3 separate regions of the Gossypium arboreum genome follow, and regions 2 and 3 are each linked to region 1. A link is a contact called in public Hi-C data. All regions are on one chromosome and are shown on one strand. Each heading gives the region's core, a stretch centred on a gene start, on an enhancer-like site or on the middle of the called end of the contact. The rest is flanking DNA. Distances are from core to core; before and after follow the strand shown.

Region 1 (3,367 bases), core at 298-2,797:
ATTAAGTCCGGCACAGGCAACAGGCAATAGGTAATAGGCAATAGGCATTCGCAACTTCTTCAACATCAATCTTCTCAAGCTACTGCACTTTTCTAATATACTCACACAAAGATATTATTAGATCTTTATAAACACTATATTTAAAATTTCAATAGAATTTAATATTGTGGATTTTATTTATTTTATTTTACGTAAATGTAGATAATTACCTTTTTTTTCTTAAGAATTCGTACTACTAGATTTAAAATTACAGTAGTTAATTATTAAATAAAAATTAATATTTTGAGAATGTGTTATAAAGAATATTTTTTTAGAGAGAAATAACCTCCTTAAAATTTTTTGTATTTTTTATTAATTTTGGGATGATATTCATCTCCAAAGAATTAGGGTTGATATTTGTCCCTATGTTTCTATGAATTTGGGGATATTCGTCGATAATGTTTTAGGGACGAAATTCATCCTTATAAAGGATGATTATTTATATTCGTTCCTAAATTTTTGAAAGATAAAATTTTAAAGAATAACTGTTGGAGACGAACTAAATCCTCCTTAAATCTATTGAGGACGATTTAATTAATTTTAAATTTCGAAATGTTTTATTGAATATCGAATTAAAATACCTTTGAAGATTTTTTTCATAAATCTTGGATTTTTTGTAATTTTAAAATTATTTTCATTTTTATTATAAATTTAAATTTTTTTATTTTAAGGAGCTTTTTCATTTTAGAATTATAACTTTTATTTATTATTTTTGAATTTTATTTTTACTTTAAAATTATTTTTGAGGTGGCAAATAATACAAAATAGTGTCACATTAATAATGAATTTGAGGTAAGTGTCAAATTGAATAAATGTATAAATATTAAGGGTTTAATTTGCTATTATGTTTTATATATAAAACAACAAAAATAAACATTTGAAATAAAATTTTAATGAGGAGATTATTTTACTCGTTCATCTAACATAAAGTGATTAATTTATCTAATTTTTAATAAAAAGACCAAAATACAATCTAAAATATAATGGAAGGATTACTATGATATTCAAATTTAGAGTTTATAAATTAGATAGATTCATTTGTTTTACCCTGAGTGTTAACTTAAACTTGAAACTATTCTTCATTAAGTCAAATGTATGGTCGCTAGAATTTGAACTTGTGTTTCCACTAGGACAAAACAAGGCAGTGTCACTTCAATACATTTAGATTGATTTCAAATCTTGTATTATCATTTAAAATATAGATAAAATTTATTAATGAAATCAAATTAAATTATAAAATAATTTTTATTTAAATTTAGGTTGAGATTATTCACATATGCACTAAATATTTTAAAATGATTATATAAGAATCTAATATCTATAAAAATGTTTAAATAAAGGTTAAGCCTTCTAAAATATTAAATAAAGACTAAATTTGCCCAAATAAGAATTTCTCGATTATTATAAAGCATGTTTCAAATTATGTTTTTATTCTTTAATTTTATTTTCAATTGTTATACATCTTATTTTAAAATGAGACACCCTTGAAAAATTATGCTCTAACTTGAGCATTTAGTGTAATCCGGGTCGAATTTATGAAACCGAGCACTCCATGGAAAGGTGGACAGTGAGGTGAGTTTAAAGAGGGCGCAAAAAATTACAAAAACTAAAGAACAAAAGTCTTTATACCCTTTTTTCTCATCATTCATTCTATAGTTAGCGTGTGATTATTGGAGAGAGAGGGAGAGAGAAAGCAAAGCAAAAGGGAGTGAGAGGTAGAGAGGAACCCACCTCAGTATTGCTTTCTAGTAAATAAAAGGAACAAACCAAATTAAAAATAAACAAAGAACATGTAGCTGATGAAGGAAAAGATGTGGACTGGAAGAGAAAGGTCGGCAACAAACAACTACTGAAGAAGAAACATACATATATATAAGAAATAAAGAAAGACAACAGAAGAAAAGGCTCGTTTCGTTACTTCATCCTAATACATATGTTTTTTTGTTATCTTATATTACTACAAGACTGCAGTAGTTTCAGAAGACCAGTAGTTTCAGCTTGGCTTGGGGCTTTCATTTGATTTCCTTTCAAATTTTTTTCCTCCTTCCTATTATATGTTTTAGTTAACCCAGAAGGGAACTGAGTCAAAGTGACAGTAGCAGTAGCCGCAGCTAAGCTAACAGAAAACTCGCAATCTCTTTCAGTATAGCTAGCAGATTAATGGCAGAAGGCAAAGGAGAGCCAAAAAAAAAAAAAGAAATAAACAATTCTGCTTGCTGTGCTGTTCACTAATTGGAAAGCCACCCAACAAAGAAGATCTCTTTCTCTTTCTTTTTATCTTCTTCTGTTACAATTTCAGAGATTCGACCCCACCCTTTCCCCCTTCTCTCTAACTCATATAACACCTAAATAGAGAGATATCTTCTTTCTCCACTTCTCTCCATCTTTTCTTTTTTGGTTTTTCCCTTGTTTTCCTTTTTCATATTGAAACTTGACTTTTACTCTTGATTATGTTTTATGTTTGTAAAGATTGAGTTTTCAGCAATTGAAGGAGACGTCTTTATCTATATAATTTCGTTATTATCGTTGTCATTGTGGCTACCACAAGAAGGCAGCTACCTTCAGACTCAGGAGCCTTTGCAGATTGGGCGACATCATCGTCCGCAGCAATCCGAGCTGGCCCCGATGACCTGTCCCTTGGCTTCAACGCAAACGCGGCTGCCGCGGTGGCTGCTCCACCTGGATCCACCAGCGCTCAATGGCCACCCTCAGCTCGTCCACTCAACTACGGGCTTCCTTCTGAAATGGGGATGGTTGGTCTCCGCGATTTCGTTGTTGTTGCTCCTGCGTCTTTTAACCATCATCACCATCACCATCACCACCATGCTCAAGATCCCATCATCGGAAATGATCAAATCAACGGTCAAAATGCTGCCACGGCACTTGGTGTTGGCGTTGGTGTTTTCCCACTCCTTACAGCATCTCCATGCTTAGCTCCTCAAAATATGGAAGATTCTGATTTAGTGAATAACAGTGGTCGTAACAAACTCAGTGGGATGCAGTTATGGCAGAACCAAACCTCTCCTAATTATCTTAAAAAACCATCTTCAATCCTTGACAATAACAATTCTTCCATGAATTTGATACAAACCAGTGGTGGCGGTGGGATGGGAGGTGGGAGTGGTGGCTCAGGTACAAGCTCAGGGACTACATGTCAAGATTGTGGGAACCAGTCCAAGAAAGATTGTAGTCATAGGAGATGTAGAACATGCTGTAAAAGTCGGGGATTTGATTGCCCTACTCACGTGAAGAGCACGTGGGTACCTGCTGCTAGGAGAAGAGAGCGCCAGCTGATGGCGGCCGCCCCTACTACTGCCTGTGCTGGCTC
Region 2 (3,367 bases), core at 450-2,949, 210 kb before region 1:
ATGGAGCTCGGTAACCTAAAAATTTCACCTGCCATGTGAGTATGGCACCATCATTTGAGAAATTTGGATCGCTTTGCAACTCAAGGTCTAAGTTGGCGGTGATTATATCGTCTCAAGTTGAAGTGCAACTAGGGCTTCAAGGTTACAAAGGTTATGTTGTCAAAGGATAGAGCATAACTGGGGTACTAGTTGACGATGGTTATGTGGACACGACAACTATTTTCTCCTCGTCAGAGGAGCATGCTTCATAAAACCCACACGGAAGTGCAAGGAGGAAAAACACAAGAGTCTTCTAGTATAATCAAATAATTCGTTTTGTTCATGTCTACCAAAGGTAGTGACCCTGTTAATAAAACTTGTTACACCCCAATTATGTCACATGTTATAATAACGGGGTCACCACTTTTGGTGGACATGGACAAAACAAAATACTTGACTATACTAAAAGGCCACTACGTTTTTCTTCTTCGTACGCTTGTTTGAGTTTTATTAAGCATCCTCCTCTAATGAGGGAAAACTAGTTGTTGTGTCCGCATAACCACTGTCAACTACGACCCCATTTATGCTCCATCCCTTGACAACATAACATTTGTAAACTTGAAGCCGTAATTACACGTTGACCCTAAACCGTATAATCACTGCCAATTGGGACCTTCAGTTGCAAAGCGATTCAGCTTCATAATTGATGACTTCATACTCACATGACAGATGAAATTTGTAGGTCACCCAACTCCATGACACTACTGTAAATTCAAACATTCATTAAAACTATAACCATGTTTATCTCAAATACGGACAAAAATAAATCTACAAACTTTTAATTTCCAACCGTAAGGAAAAAAGAAGAAGAAAAAAACAATTTTTACCAAAGTGAAAACACGTCTTATAGGACGCATTTTTATTCTCTCTCTTGAAAACGCATCTACAGGACACGTTTTCACTATTACATCAATGAAAATGTGCCCTGTAAGACACGTTTTCCTTTCTCTCTCCAAAATATTTTTATTTTAACTTTTTTTTTATAATTTTTACAATTTTTTTGAAAATTTTAATTAATTTACCAGCAAGTAGCACATGTGGCCATCCATGTGGCATCCACGTAAGCAAATTAACAATACTATTAATTTTTCCATCCAATTATGGATAATTTAAAAAATAATAATAATAGTTTGAGGGCTGAAAAGAAAAGAGAGGACTAAATTAATTATTTCCAAAAAGATTACGAGCGAAAATTGTAATTATGCATACATGAAAAAGAAGAATTGATGAAATATAAAATGAAATAATAAGTCTTTAATTACAAGACAATCTCTTTGGCTATTAATTAGATAAAATAATGATGCGTAGAAGGTTGCGAGGTATTGTTTTTCATATCAATGGTTAGGCCCAAATCAATGAAGAAGATAAAACCCATATCACTACTCAAATTTGCTGATTTCCTTCAAATATTTATACTAGTTAACACACTATTGAGAATGATTTTTTTTTTTTAGTTTAGTTGATAGAATTTAAAATTTTTTATTTGGTTGAGAGAAATATATTTGGTGTTTCAATTAGAAATTTATTAAATTATATTAGGAGTGACCGAATTGTGAATTTATTAATATTTGAGTAACTAAATTATAAATTTATCAATAATTCAGTGACCAATTTGTAACTTAAATTAAATTATAGGGGCGTAGCTGGTAAATCAGGAGCTCTACATAACTTGTGGGTAAAATGAAGAACATTTGTTTGAGGACATCCCTTTGGCTCAATCGGTGGTAACGACCTTCTCCAATCGTATCGAAATGAATCTAAATAGCTGCCATATGCTTGTCAGTGTCAAGTCGTGTAGACATCACAGACTCCGTTCTTAAATGGTCAATCTCAGCTACAAAAAATGTAAGCCAAAGCTCTGTTAGCTTTATACTGTAAGATAATTGATAAAGCACATGGTATAATTGATTCGTATATTTGCTGCTTTCGTTAATGTAGCTTCGATTATGCAGTGCCAGATTGAACAGCTTGCAAAATTGATGCAAAAGGTTTGAAACCTACGCAAAATCACTCATGTCACGGCTACTCTTTCGAAATCTCCCTCTCAAGACTTCAGCTACCCACAAATTTCTTAGAACTTTACAAACCCTACAAACCCCATCAAATGGAGAACCGGTTTCGTTCATGGTGGAGAAGATTCTGTTCAGTTTAAAGCAAGGTAATGCGAACTCTTTGCATAATTATCGATTTCGAATAAACCCGTTGATCGTCGTTGAGGTTCTTTTGCACTGCCGTGAGAATTTGCAATTGGGTAAAAGATTTGTTGATTTTATTGTGCTTAATTGCTCGAATTTTAAGCATTCTTCGATGTCCTTAAGTGCAATGATTCATGTTCTTGTGAGATGTGGAAGGTTGTCTGATGCACAGGCTTTGGTTCTTAGGATGGTTAGGAAAAGTGGGGTTTCACGTGTTGAAATTGTGGAGTCTTTGGTTTCCACATGTGGAAATTTTGGGTCAAATGATTCTGTTTTTGATTTGTTAATTAGGTCTTATGTGCAAGCTAGGAAGTTAAGAGAAGGATCCGAGGCCTTTATGATTTTGAGAAGTAAAGGTTTTTGTGTTTCTATTAATGCCTGTAATAGTCTTCTTGGTGGATTAGTGAAGGTTGGATGGGTTGATTTGGCTTGGCAAGTGTATAATGAAGTTGTTAGAGCTGGGGTTGAGTTAAATGTTTATACATTAAATATTATGGTTAATGCTTTGTGTAAAGATGGAAAGATCAGTTGTATTAAATCTCTTTTATCAGAAATGAAAGAGAAGGGAATTTATTCTGATATTGTGACATACAATACAATGATTAATGCGTATTGCCGTGAAGGGCATTTGGAAGAAGCCTTTGGGTTGATGAAATCCATGTCAAATAAAGGGTTGAAACCAGGCCTTTTTACTTATAATTCAATTGTGTATGGTTTATGCAAGAGAGGGAACTTTGAAAGAGCAAAAGAAATTTTAAATGAGATGCTACGGATAGGGTTGAGTCCTGATACTACTACCTATAATACTTTGCTTGTTGAGAGTTGCAGAAAAAATAATATATCAGAAGCAGAAGACATTTTCAATGAAATGTTGCATCGAGGTGTTATTCCGGATTTGGTTAGCTTTAGTTCACTTATTGGGGTATTTTGTAGAAATAGACATCTTGATCAGGCATTAGACTATTTTAATAATATGAAGAGAGCTGGCTTGGTTCCAGATAATGTAATTTATACTATTCTTATAGATGGGTATTGCAGAAATCATGCGATGTTGGAAGCTTTGAAGATCAGGGATGAAATGCTAGAAAAGGGATGTAATATGGATGTTGTTACTTACAATACCATTTTGAATG
Region 3 (3,367 bases), core at 230-2,729, 130 kb before region 1:
TGAAGCACTTAAACAGGTTAGTAACTTTACTAAATATTCTAATCCTCTTATTAATAATTTTGAGGTTAACATTCATTAAGGTGAATTCTTCTGTCAAAACCTACCATTCATATCCTTCTATTCCAGCCCAAAACATGTATAATATTACATATTTTAAAAACAATTGGGTATCAAAAACTATCAATAATGAAATTATTTGAAAAATATGAAATTAGGATCAAATGTTAGTGAAGTGCCCACTTCTCCAGCATTAAAACTATGATAGTTTCCATATTTTAGTATTGACAATTTATTAGACGAGATAAATGGGTTGAGTTGATTATTTAGAAGATATTTAACTCATTTATGAAGATCATATTACTTGGGAAATTCAAATTAGAGATTGGATCGAAACCAAGTCACCCAAGTTGGTCACTTAACAATAGACATTTGAATTGGATTAAAACTCTATGAGATTAGCTGATAAGAGCCCACATCTGATTTATGTTCTATTATTAGATTGTAAATAAGTTATTGTATTATTGTTTTAATGGGATTGTTATAGATTTTATGTTAGCAACTCTCGAAATATTCTTTATAAATTGAAAAACATGTATATGTTATTGTAACTTGAATTAAGAGCACTAAATTTGTTCAAGTGAGGAATTTTTATATGAATGCATATTAATAGTAAAACTTTTTGTGTTGTGGTTTTATTTGTTGAATTACAAGAGTGAATTTAGTGGTGAAAGTATTAATCTTTAACATGAAAAGGTGAGGAAAATTATCATGGGGTGTATGATAGATTAGATTCATTTGTTGTAATTATTAAAAAGAGTGAATATTTTTCACTAAGTTAAACTCCACAAATGTAAAAAAATCGAACTATATAAATAATTTTTATATGTTCTAGATTTGGTGTCCAAGAAACACCCACTTCTCTATCACTCCTAATCACTTTGTTTAATTTGCTAGTAACAATTTTAAAACATCAAAAACTCTACCTTGGCAACCACTACTTCAGTCTTGCCAACGTCATTTTTCAATCCAAAAAGTGTCAATAATTCCCTCGCCATCCTCTCTCCATCATTCCTAGCCAATTTGGTCCATTTTTATGTATTTTAAAAATTGGTTAAATTGAGATAGTATGTAATTTTTTAAAAATTTATAAATAAATTGGTAAAATATATAAAAGTTGATGATACTTTTTTTTTTTAATGGGCATCATATCCTTTGGTCAAAATATTCAACAACACTTAACAGAAATGAAAAAAAACCTAATTTTGAAAATTCTAAAAGTTAAGTGATAAAAAAATTAAAACATAAATGGTCCATTTATGATTTATATTGCAATTTATCCAAAAATAAAAATAAAATGTTCCTGAAGCGGGAACATTACAAAATCTTACTGAAGTTTCAGAGCTGAGTCATGTAGTACAGAGAGCCACCCCCTAAGGCAGGGCCCAAACTAAGCCTAAACCCTCCAAAATGAAAATCACCAAAGATATTTGGCTGGGGAGAAGAGGGTAGGGGCCATTGATTTCTCCAAAGCCTTTCCCATCATTTTCACCTGCAAAAGAGCTATAGATTTACGCTTTTCACTTAGGAGGGACCACTTAAGTAATTTTTGACAGAAGATAGTTTTAGTTTTTTTTTAAAAAGAATTGCATAAATATGATATTAGTATTCCAATATTACATCTAAATAGCATCATAAAACCCAGTTCAAAGAAAAAAAAAAGGTTTTTTTTTATAAAAATGACCCAAAACTTTTTATTATTTATGAAAATGACACATTTTGAAAACCATGTATATAAATGACTCGTTTTAAATAATAAACTACAGTGATGCTGTTACCATTGGCAGCATCACTCATGATGATTAGCCAATGATTGGCTCATGGCATTAAAAAGTAATTTATTTAGGTGTCTTCGTTGACATTGTTGGCACCAGTATAAGTAAACGTACATTCACTGATTTAAAATACTCGTATATCCTGAAAAAAATTTAATCATTGGTGGCACCAATATTTTTTTTGAAATAGTGTTTATGGCGGTGCCATTGACATTGGCGACACCCGTGAAAAAAATTTGAATTTTTTTTGTGGTGTCATTGACATTAACAACACTCGAATTAAAAATTTTAAATTTTTTTGTGGGGCTGTTGACATTGACGACCTATTAAAAGTATTTTTCTTCTTTTTTTAGCGAATACAGATATTTTAAATGGATGAATATACGTGTACTTATACTGATGCCGCCAATGTCAATGACGACATCCAAAGAAATCATTTTTTATTTTAAGGGGCCAATCATTGGGTGATTATATGGGTGATGTCGCCAATGACAACAATAGAATAAGGATTTATTGTTCAAAATGAGTCATTTACGTACATAATTTTCAGGATGGGTCATTTTCATAAATAATAAAAATTTTAGGTATCTTTATAGAAAAGCCAAAAAGGCTTGGAGAAGAATCAACTAACACTAAATTTTTAATGTAAGAATTAATTATTTTTATAAAATATTTAATAAGTTGAAGTAAAAAAACATTTTAAGAAGAGTAAAATGAAATATAAATTTTGAAAATGAAAGTGTAATTTTATAATTATATTAGTCTATAATTTTTTAAAAAATGAAAGTTTAAATGGTAATTTTATCATTTTGAACATGAAGATCATTTTTTAATATGAATCATGACTATATTTATTATTTTATTTATATAAATAAAAGAATTATTAATTATAAAGACAAATTGAAAATTTTGAAAAAATATTTATTAATTAAAATATTAATTACTTTTTAAAAATATTTAAAACAACATGAAATAAAAATTATAAATGTGAGTAGGAGAGGAGTCAAACTTGAAACTCAAGGACAAAATTATTAACATTTAACTATCTGACAAAAGGACTTGATATGTTAAGTGATTAAAGAAAACACGTTTTGTAGAACGCATTTTCTACATGTCAGTTGAGAAGCAAAATGCTTTTTCTATTTCTCTCTTTAAAATCGATTTATTTTCTTAAATATTAGAAAAATAGTCTAAATCCTAAATATTTTTTAAAATTGGCCTTTTCTTCTAATGTACTTGAGTTTTTATATTAATAAGACAAAAATACATATGAAAATTAAATAGAAGCCAGATTATTTATGAGAATCAATCATTTTAAATAATAAAATGCAATTTCATCAACATATAAGACCACATTACCTATAATAAAAGAAAAGAAAAATAATATTTTAATTTCCGAAGGGTGTGGCCAAAGCGCAGCACCCTTTTCACACCCATTTTACCTTTTTTTTATATATATTCTTTTAAATAAATTTTATATTTTAATTTTCTTTTTATATTTTAGAGTTTTTATAATTTTATTTTATTTAATAAAA

The links. A called contact is a pair of places that touch in the nucleus more often than the background predicts.
Region 2: a contact with region 1 is called in a Hi-C map of leaf, with 3 times the contacts expected there. The contact joins the promoter of LOC108468217 here to the promoter of LOC108483376 in region 1. A contact is called at or near these places in 3 of 5 Hi-C or Micro-C datasets (all in leaf).
Region 3: a Hi-C map of leaf shows a contact between it and region 1, with 2.9 times the contacts expected there. The contact joins the enhancer-like site here to the promoter of LOC108483376 in region 1. A contact is called at or near these places in 2 of 5 Hi-C or Micro-C datasets (both in leaf).

The regions. Positions count from the first base shown.
Region 1 is chr7:81,249,162-81,252,528 of ASM2569848v2, forward strand. LOC108483376 (protein LATERAL ROOT PRIMORDIUM 1-like) reads left to right here and starts at 1,548. Exons shown (of 2, transcript XM_017786740.2): 1 at 1,548-3,367. The coding sequence starts at 2,784.
Region 2 is chr7:81,035,703-81,039,069 of ASM2569848v2, forward strand. It overlaps LOC108468217 (pentatricopeptide repeat-containing protein At5g01110), which reads left to right and starts at 1,700. Exons shown (of 3, transcript XM_017769117.2): 1 at 1,700-1,884; 2 at 1,978-3,367. The coding sequence starts at 2,053.
Region 3 is chr7:81,115,157-81,118,523 of ASM2569848v2, forward strand. No RefSeq gene overlaps it. Among protein-coding and RNA genes, the nearest start is that of LOC108487660, 29 kb to the left of the region's middle. Within about 2 kb of position 1,480, at least 1 of the 2 cell types and tissues checked has an H3K27ac peak or open chromatin away from gene starts, as enhancers often do. A contact at or near this core is called in leaf, where this site is marked.